Regions from separate parts of the Mus musculus genome. Here regions 1 and 2 are each linked to region 3. A link is a contact called in public Micro-C and promoter capture Hi-C data. All regions are on one chromosome and are shown on one strand. Each heading gives the region's core, a stretch centred on a gene start, on an enhancer-like site or on the middle of the called end of the contact. The rest is flanking DNA. Distances are from core to core; before and after follow the strand shown. Region 1 has its middle 10 kb from the start of F2rl1. Region 2 holds the start of Gcnt4 (glucosaminyl (N-acetyl) transferase 4, core 2 (beta-1,6-N-acetylglucosaminyltransferase)). Region 3 holds the start of Sv2c (synaptic vesicle glycoprotein 2c).

Region 1 (3,169 bases), core at 632-3,131, 600 kb before region 3:
TAACGGCTGAGCTGACCTCTTCAACATCATACACACACGCCACACACACACACACGCACACGCACACGCACACGCACACACTAGCCCTCAGGGTGAGATCTGAGATAGGCTCTTTCCGACCCACCTCCCCTGCCTCTTGGAATCAGAAATGCTGCCTTTCTCCACACTCCAGAAGGGACCATGTGGAAAGGAGTCAGGACCTGGACACAAGGTTCCACAGTTCTGGGTTAAATCTTTCTTCTATCACTTACTAGTTTTATGGTTATGAAGGCTAATTTTGTCACTAGTTTGACACCTCTATACCACCCATCTGTTGTGAGAATTCTGAGGACCCACAGGTATTCCCACTGGGACTAAGAGGTGGGATCAACTGGGTTTTAACTGGAATCCCCGCAGTGACTACAGAGACCTGGCAATATCCCCAGGAGTGTCTGGATTTGTGTGAAAGTCAAGGCACCAGGTTGCAGAGTGACTGCAGGGAGACCTGGGGGGGTGTGGGGGGGAAGGGGAGGCACTCCTGGAAGACGGCGGAGGAAGACAGAGGAAGGGGAGTCTGGGAAACTCCCGGAAGAAGTGGGGAGGGGTCAATTCCCAGCTGCTGCCAAGTACCACAAACCAGTTTGATCCTGTTTTGCTTTTGTGCACTGATCATTAACATTTGAAGGAAGAGTTTGTAGTGAGCCCTGCTGTGCATTCAAGGGAAAAGGGAGAGGCTGCGGAAGGCAGGAAGTGAAAGTGCTTTGCTGCTAGCCTGGTTTTTTAGAGTTTAGATCCGCTAGCAATCCTGGACCTTTCCTCTCTGGCTGATTCCAAAAGCTGTCATATTTATAAAGCCCAAAGGGCCGGAGGGCTTGTCCAACTCAGAAAATGTAACAATTTTGGAATTAAAAAAAATGACTACAATAAGCAAAGGCAACAAAGTGTCACCTTAACTCCTTACCTCTTACAAAATGAAGAGTGCATTGGCTTCTTGATAGAAATGCCAGGATTCAGAACTGGTTTTAAAAATAGATGCCACATCTTAATACGCATTTCCTGTGTGCAACACAACATGTTTGTGTTAACAGAAGATAGCATGCTTTGTTTTCTTTCTTCCTTTTTTTTTTCACATTTAGAAAAGCTATTGATTTTTATTTCCACTGGGTGGACAATTACAGTTATTTTCCCCGTATGAGCCCCCTAAGAGTAAATAGCTATGTTCTGTGTTCAGGTTTGAGTTCTGGAAAAATAGCCATGCACTGGCTAGGATCCTATCTACCTGTCTTACCCAGCTCTTCTGAGAGCTGCAAAGTATCTGGGACTCTCAGCACTAACGTCCAGTTACTTAAGTTCCAGCCCGGTGTCTCCTAAGTGAACAGAGCCTTAGGGAGGTGCACATGACTCTCCCCCTCCCCCAGGTGTGAAGAATGTTAGTGTCTTAACCCTAGGACAGGTAGTTTTGAAGATCATTTAAGAAGCCTCTTTGTTCTCCCAGGATACCTCCTGCTTTGCGGTGGAAGCCAAGGTCTGAACTATAAATGGGTTGAGCCAAGTGGAAAGCAGCTGGCGGCATCTGCTCTTATAGTGAAGGTGTCCTGAGTAGCTCAGGGCGCTTAGAGAAGCCTATGGAAAAGGCCAGAGTGTGCCAGAGAGGCAAGAGCAGAATTCCATCCACGGGGCATCATTTCCAAACTCTCTCACCCTCTCTCCTTCACCTCAACTTATTTCTTGCATCTTTCCTGGGAGCGATCTCCTGCCAGTTTGAGTTCAGCTGGGGGAGGGGTGGGCGCACACAGCTTCAGAGCCTAAGAAAATTAGCATACACCCTCCAAAGGGTCAGCACTGGAAGCCAGAACAGTGAGTGAAGTCAAGAGGAGCCTGGGAAGCCGACGTGGGGAGCTTGGGATGAGGTCAGGACTCTACAGGATTGAAGTGCTTACTCAATGCCCCGCGGGCTCTCCAAATAATCTTTAAAGCTGCTGCTGGCTGGGCAGGTGCTAAAGTCCCTCCTCCCTCGATGAGTCACGGGTCTCCCAAAACCAGTTTTATTTTAGGGCTGCTGAGATGCCGGCAGAATAACAAAGAAAGGGGAGCTATACTAGTTAGCAACAGGAGTTATTGAGGAAAATGGTTTGCACTTAACTGATACTTCCAGGCTTTTGAGTTCTCTGTCCTTGGGACAATTAGCTTATCTGCACCTCCCAGATTCCTCCTTCTTCAGTCAGATAAAGATTGTCACCTAGGCGACAGAGCCTAAGGGTCTTGATAGGGTTTGTTTTCTCTGCCAATTAAGGATCTAAAAGGCAGGGGAAAACAGAACAAAACAAAACAAAAAAACATAAGCGCCCGAGAGATCTTAAACACCTCAGAAAAAATCAGCAGCTAAAGAAGGGTGCTTATTCCCGCAAGGAAACGCAGCCCACCAGCGGGCACACAGAGAAGGAGAGTGGGGACTTCGAAAGCCCATATATCCAGTTTCTTCTCAAGGCCTGGGGAGGGGGGAGGGGGAAGCACTCTGAAGAGCTTTCCTCCCCTAACTCAGATCTGGTTAGCTTGAAGACAGATTGGATGGTTGATGGGCCCACAACGGTTGGTAGCTTGTTGGGATCTGGCCTTGAATTTGGTTAGCCTGATGGTGGGAGACAAAAGCCTACAAGGCCTTTGTTTTAAGCTACCAGGCTTTTGTCTCAGCTCAGAGGGTGAGGAAGAAGACAGCCATCTTGGAAGTTCAAAACCTTTATTACCTACCCCATGGAGGCACCTCTCCCTGTGATATGTTAGAATAGTGGCTCAAGTCTAAACATAGGACACCAGGCCAAAGCAGTTCCACGAGTAAGAGGTTTATTGGGAGAGAAAGAGGCAAGATGGCAGCGGAAAGAGAAGAGGGGAAGAGAGAGAGAGAGAGAGATTGGGGGGGGGCTTTCTTTATACATGGGTGATGACCTAACACAGGTAAAGGTGGGAGGTGAGCCAAGTGGATTCTGGGAATATGGTGGCTGTTGCCTTGGCAATAGGTCTTTGGGTCCCACCTATGTGATGCTGCGGGTTTTGGAGATCCTGATACCGACACCCTGCCTGTCTGCCTACAAAGGACCCTAACTCCTAGTCTCTCAATGGACTTAGTTCTGAGATTATTGCTCAGATGGCAAGAACTAATACTTGTAGAGTGCCTAGGATAGAGTTTGGCACA
Region 2 (2,963 bases), core at 224-2,723, 790 kb after region 3:
ACTATCTGGTTATTTCTAGTGCTACCTGCCCTGACTGACTGGAGCCTGTCCTTCCTGTGATCCTGGTTGTGTCAGAATTCCTCCAAGTCAAGCTGTCTCTGGGATCTTGTGATTCTGGGATCTTGCGATCCTGAGATCCTGGGTGTGTCCGAGATCCTGGGTGTGTCCGAGCTCTGGTAGTCAAGCTGCCTTTGGGACCTTGAGATCCTAGTGTGACCAAACTCCTGGGATCCTGGGATCCTCTGATCCTGGGTGAGTTAGAGTGCCTAAGAGTGGAGCTGCCACTGGCTGCTGTGGGGCTGGCTGCAGAGTTTGAGCCCAAGGACGCCAACCCAGACAGACCAGAAGGAACCCATGCCACTGGTCTGGCGGAGTTCCTGGGTGTGTCCGAGATCCTGGGTGTGTCCGAGCTCTGGTAGTCAAGCTGCCTTTGGGACCTTGAGATCCTAGTGTGACCAAACTCCTGGGATCCTGGGATCCTCTGATCCTGGGTGAGTTAGAGTGCCTAAGAGTGGAGCTGCCACTGGCTGCTGTGGGGCTGGCTGCAGAGTTTGAGCCCAAGGACGCCAACCCAGACAGACCAGAAGGAACCCATGCCACTGGTCTGGCGGAGTTCCTGGGTGCCTGGGTCCCGCTGGTCTCAGTTACTCCGGGTGTTGGGGACAGATGTTGTGTCCTCACCTCTGATCCGCCTACCTCTGATCCTCTGATCCTGGGACTTGCACACTTTTTAAAGCCAATGTAGGGAAACTGGAGCTCTCGGCTGAGATAGTCCGACACTTCGGAATTGACTGAATCTGGATTCTGAGTCCTACCCAGCTTCTCACCAGCCCGCCAAGCATGCCGCAGCCTCAGTCCATTTTAAAGATGGAACAGTAAAGAACAAGCCAATTGCGACTGTCTTGCTTAGTGCTACTCTTGTTCTGCGGGCAGATTCCAGGAAGTCTCCCTCTGACACCCCACTAGGAAGGCCCTTTGGGGTGAATCACTTACACACCTACAGTGCCTGCTTTACAATGTAAGCAAACACACAAGGCCCCTTAACAAGGACCCTGGGAGTCATGCTGCCCAGTTGGTTTAATGGGCGTGTACCTTTTTTCCAGCAGTCTTTCTGAGAACTCCAACCCGGCCGGATGCAGCATCACCCTCTTTCTCACCCCCCGCCGGAGGGGAAAGAGGAAGCGTATTCCGCATGTAGGCACTGATTAAAACACAACTTTGTACCCTAATTAGTCTGCAACACTCCACCTTCCCACTCCGCTGATAACGCCTGGCTAGGCAGCGCTGGCCGATGCTGGCCTCGCCCTGGAGAGCCCGCTGCATCCGACCAAGGGCGAGTCCTGCCGCCCCGGAGCCCAGAGTGGAATAGCAGACGTGAGTTGCTTTGTCACCGCCCTCTCCGGGACTTTGGACAAATCACTTAGCAATCCTTTCTGCCCACGCCTAGTTGTGTCTTGCGGGAGGGACAGCTGCAGAGAAGCGGGTAGCCCGGCCGGAGAGCCGCGCCAGGAAACTTCGGTCCCCAGTGCGGTGCGGGGACCCCCTGCGGGAGCACGGTGGCGAGCCCCTCTCTTCTCCCGCGTCACCTGGGGCCTCGGCGTTACCCCACTCCCTGCCGAGGGAGAGCGACTTCGGGGCAGTGCGTGTGGCCCGGAGCACCGGGGTGGCGCAGCAGCGGGGACCTTGCGCCCGGGGGTCTCAGCTCCCCGGTAGGTCGGCTTGGCCACGTAGGCAAGCGAGGGGCTTTGGGTGGCCGCGTGCGACCCCTCTCCCGCCCGCTACTTTCGCTTTCCTTCGGGGGAAACTTGCACGCCGCGGCGGGGGCGGCACGACCCGGGACTAACTGGATCTAGGCTTCTTGGCGGCGGAGCTCACGGGTCCCCCGGAGGTGGAGAGGACGGCGGGGCGACCGCAGTGAGCGTCCAGCAGATGCCGCAGCTTCGCAACCGTGAGTGGTACCCCGCGAAGTTCCCGGGGCCCGCGTGGGAGCCCTCCCGGGCTTCGGCTCCACGCGGGATTTCTCCAGAGAGTGGCGGGGACAGAGGTCCTGGGAGAATCAAGCTTCAGGTTGAGTGTGTCCCAGCCCGTGGCCTCTGCAGGGACGAGCTTCCTGCGTTTTAAGGTCAAGTTTTCCTGCCGCAGAGCCCGCCAGAAACTGTCCCCCGCTGTGAAGCGGCGGCGTCTCCCCTGAAGGCTGGGAACCGCCGGGGAATCCCAGCCCAAGGGAAGAGACTTAAGAAACCCCTTGTACGTGGGTGTGCCTCCAAGGTGAGCGCAGTGTGAGAATGAAAGCGTCGAGGTCCAGGTAGGGCTTGGAAATCCCGAGGGTTGTTCCTGTGCTGGGCAAGTGGAGGGGATGATACCAGTGTGGGGGCACATACCCCACAGCTTTTTTTTAACCTTTAAAACTTAAGAGCAATAAACAAGAAGAGTAAATGAGCTGGAATAATATTGAGTCTCTTGTATGACTGAGAGTCAGTGAAATCGCCTTTTAAAAATCTTGTACCCATAAAACATGCCCTTGTTATTTATTAAGCCTAAATCTAGCAACTAATAGTCTGTCTTGGCAGCTTTCGTTACTAGTGCCTGGAATAAGCAAGGTCTTTAAGTGAGCTACTGAGGCAAACTGTCTGTATTGCACTTTATAAGTATCCAGATCTCTGAGAAATGCTGAGCTTGAGTGTTACTGTATTAGAGAGATGGACAGAGGTGTGTGGCACAGGGAAGACCGGATAGAGAGCTAGCTCTCTTGGGAAGGTGTGCATACTCTTGCCTTTGAGAGGCCAGGTTTAGAGTCATTTGGTAAACCCTGCATATGCATATGCAATAAGGCCAGATGAAAACAGTTCCGGAATAAACTCCTCTCGCAGAAGGGGCTGGGGAGGCTGTATGTGACACTGCCTTTTCTACCCTGACCGAGGAGACACAGGTGATGTGAATGACCTGGTTCCCTGGGGCTTATC
Region 3 (3,232 bases), core at 125-2,624:
TCCCAGACAGGCTGGGTCTCCTAGCCCTCCCTCCACCGCGCCCTCCCCTTGCGGGGCTGTATTTGCATCACGCCCACACGTAGAGGGTGACGCGAGCGCCCCCCCCCCCCCGCTCCCATGGTCCAGGCGGTACTTCCAGAGCTGGTGACTCAGCTCCTCCCTCTCCGCCCCCGCGCGTGGCGGACTGAGGTTCCCGCACGCCCACAGAGATGCTCCTTGTATCTGAGGTGGGGTGCTGGCTTCCCCAGCCAAGTTCATCCCGGCATTCTAAAATCTTTCTTTCCTTCCTGGCCAGAGGCGTTCCAGTTCGCGGGAGAAAGTATTCTCGATTCTAGAGCCCAGTTGGAGAGGAAAAGTCCACCAAGAGAAGATGGTGACCTGTCGCCCATTTCCTCTTGTCCTTAAATTAGATACCTCGGTAGTAATTGTTGCTGCCATCATCATCATCATCATCATCATCATCATCATCATCATCATCATCATCATTGGGGACAGTCCCTCTCCTAAGAAATCCTCACTCTTAGATGCGCTTCGCTGCGCCCCTAGGCGCATAGTGGACGCTCGATAGGGTTTTGCTCAATAGAGGTGCAGTGTTGGAGAAGTGTTGATTCTTACAAAGGGCCACAGCAGGCTTTCCTGCTTTCAGCTTGTGTGTGTGTGTGTGTGTGTGTGTGTGTGTGTGTGTGTGTGTGTGTGTAAGAGTTTGAAAATTGACGGGTTTTCTGCTAGCCTCCCGCAGAGCCGACTGCGGCTCCCCGTGCTTTCCAACCACTTCTGCACATCTGCAGAGGGTTCCCCGCAGAAAAAGTTGAGCCAGAGGCTGCGGGGATGGCTCGCTGATAGTGGGCGCTCCCGGCTGCCTGTTTTGAATAGTCTCTCCAGCCCTCCCTGAAACTCCCCCACCCCTGCGCCCCCAAAGAAGTCGGGAGATGCCTGCAGCTGCCCACCCACCTGCCCTTGAATCCCGAACATAGCGCACCTTTAACCTGCCTCTGCCTAGTAAACCCGGGGCCACTCGACTGCCTCAGTGAGATTTCCTGCTTGCCATCCCAACACAGGTACCCAGCGGGCAGCCTGCCTCACCTGCAGCCGCTTTTCCCGGGCCAGAGCTGGCAAAGTTGCGCTAGTTGCGCTTCTGGAAGGCTGCAAAAAGTTCTCTGGTTACAACGCTGGGTCTCCCGGCACAGAAGAAAAACCTAGCACGGAACGAGCCCTTGCCACGGTTGCGGGGGACTCCTTACTCACCGTTTCAGGCGCCGGGGACCCCCTGCCCTGAGCCACCGCTCTGCACTGCAGCCGTCGCCTTGCGAGCACCCCTCCGCTTGCAGCCCGGGGCCGCCTCGGTCTGCCACTCTCTCCTGCAGCGCGCGCAGTGGTGACTCCTTTGAGCTAGTCGGCAGCGAGAGGAGGGGCGGGAAAGTGGCTCCCGGCGGCCACGCTGCGGTCCTCCTCCTTCGCCTCCTCCCTTCGGTGCTGCAGTGGCGGGCGGCGGCGTGGCTAGAGTACAAGCGATGCGCAGGGAGGGGGTTACGGCGCGCGGGGGAGGAGGGCGCTGTGCAAGGCTGGGCGAGCTCCCGGTATGATGCGGAGGTGTTGCTGCGGTTCGGGTCGGGGGTGGGGAGGGGTGCGGTGGGGGTTGGCTCCAAGTGGCAGGTACTTTTGGAGAAGTCAGAGCTCAGTTTGTAGCAGGAGGAGGAGGCGGGGTGGGGGGCGTCGATAAGGCACCCGTGCTGAATTAGTCACCGAGTGTGACTGTGCGCTGCTCGTTTGGCAGCCCCTTGGGTCGGGTCCATCAAAGCACAAGGAAATTGTTGATTGCTGGAGGCCAGTGCCTCGGGAAGGAGGGCTTTTGTTCTGTTTCTGAGCCTGGAACTGGTTAATTTTGACTAGGCTTTCCGTAAGTCAGGAGTAGCTGATCACCCCCGCCTACCCCCCAATCTCCATGCTAGCACACGAGACAAAACTTGGGGTGTAGCGGAAGGAACTCCACGTGCGGGATGTGTGTATGTGTCCCTAAACCAGGGAGGGCCAGGGAGCAGCCGGAACTCCGGGTGGGGGGATTTCTAGCATTTTTAATAGGAGAGAGAGAGAGAGAGAGAGAGAGAGAGAGAGAGAGAGAGAGAGAGAGAGAGGTGAGAATATTGCTCTTGTTCTCAGGAATGCCTTAGAGGGTGAGAAACGGCAACCTTAGCCTCACCTTAGCGCTGGGGCTGGACTATACCAACTGGAACTCATCCTGGAGAGACCACACCCAAGTATCTACTCCGTCTTGGCAGGGCAGAGCGTCATCCTGTTACCCATCCGCTCATCGGAAGGGACAAAGTGGGAAGCCAGACATCCTCATAAAGTAGACCCTACCAGCTCCGAGCTCTCGTGAAACTCGTGTACTTTGGAAGCTCCCCGACCCCCGGCAGGTGCCCGCCGCGCAATCATTACCCTTGTAATGGTAACCCCGAGGAGCGAGACAAAGCGAGGCGCTGGTGGGAGCTGCAGTGGGTAGATCTCTCACACAATCTCTCCCTGGATGAGTTCATGCGAGAGTAAATAGCCTGAAAGATTGAATAGGTGGCTAAATGCTTGGCTGTGCCGATACATAAGTAAACAATGCATGTAAATGTTTGTGTTGCTGGAGAAGAGCAGCCGGGCTCTTCAGAGATCCAGGCGGTCTGGAGGCTCTCGCTAAAGAAGCTGGTGGGGACCACGTGGACCGCCTGGGACAGATAACTCCAGCTTGCTATAATCCGTGTGTGCCACAATTCAAGATGAGATGAAGAGAGGAAAATGGAACCAGCCTCCAACCTCTGGCTGCCCCTCCTTGCTGCTCTGGCATTCCGAGACTCAGGATTCCCAGGCCCTGTTGAGCCTACAGTTTCTGGACCGATCTTTGAAAAATCCATCTGGATTGTGTGTTTTGCTTAAATGCTTTGCGGTTTGTACCACTTACTGTGGTGCTGTGAGATGAATGATTGGAATGGTTAAAAATTAACCCACTCATTTAGACATCCTTCCTGTGCATTCTTACTTAATAAACAATTATTTGGGGTAAAACATCTGTGTTGCTACCAATGTAAGATACCATGTAGGCACAGGTGTGCTCCAGCATCGGTGTGAAATTTTTAAAAACGTAAATCGTATCTGGATCTATGTGGCGTTGCAAAAGGTGCTGGTAATTCATTTACTGCCCTGATGGATACCTCTTTGAGGGCGTGCCAGTAATAGTTGCATAGTAATT

The links. Promoter capture Hi-C pulls out the DNA fragments that hold promoters and counts their contacts. Hi-C and Micro-C count contacts between places; a contact is called where the count stands out from the background.
Region 1: a promoter capture Hi-C map of embryonic stem cells shows a contact between it and region 3, with 3 times the contacts expected there. The contact joins the enhancer-like site here to the promoter of Sv2c in region 3. A contact is called at or near these places in 3 of 39 promoter capture datasets (the 3T3-L1 cell line, embryonic stem cells and neutrophils), 1 of 484 Hi-C or Micro-C datasets (embryonic stem cells) and 2 of 9 other capture datasets (embryonic stem cells and liver).
Region 2: a contact with region 3 is called in a Micro-C map of embryonic stem cells, with 2.5 times the contacts expected there. The contact joins the promoter of Gcnt4 here to the promoter of Sv2c in region 3. A contact is called at or near these places in 1 of 39 promoter capture datasets (embryonic stem cells) and 1 of 484 Hi-C or Micro-C datasets (embryonic stem cells).

The regions. Positions count from the first base shown.
Region 1 is chr13:95,533,735-95,536,903 of GRCm38.p6, forward strand. No RefSeq gene overlaps it. Among named protein-coding and RNA genes, the nearest start is that of F2rl1, 10 kb to the left of the region's middle. Within about 2 kb of position 1,882, at least 115 of the 459 cell types and tissues checked have an H3K27ac peak or open chromatin away from gene starts, as enhancers often do. A contact at or near this core is called in embryonic stem cells, where this site is marked.
Region 2 is chr13:96,923,240-96,926,202 of GRCm38.p6, forward strand. It overlaps Gcnt4 (glucosaminyl (N-acetyl) transferase 4, core 2 (beta-1,6-N-acetylglucosaminyltransferase)), which reads left to right and starts at 1,474. Exons shown (of 3, transcript NM_001166065.2): 1 at 1,474-1,709.
Region 3 is chr13:96,131,203-96,134,434 of GRCm38.p6, forward strand. It overlaps Sv2c (synaptic vesicle glycoprotein 2c), which reads right to left and starts at 1,375. Exons shown (of 13, transcript NM_029210.1): 1 at 1,246-1,375. It overlaps Gm29543 (predicted gene 29543), which reads left to right and starts at 1,523. Exons shown (of 2, transcript NR_167969.1): 1 at 1,523-1,577; 2 at 2,158-3,048.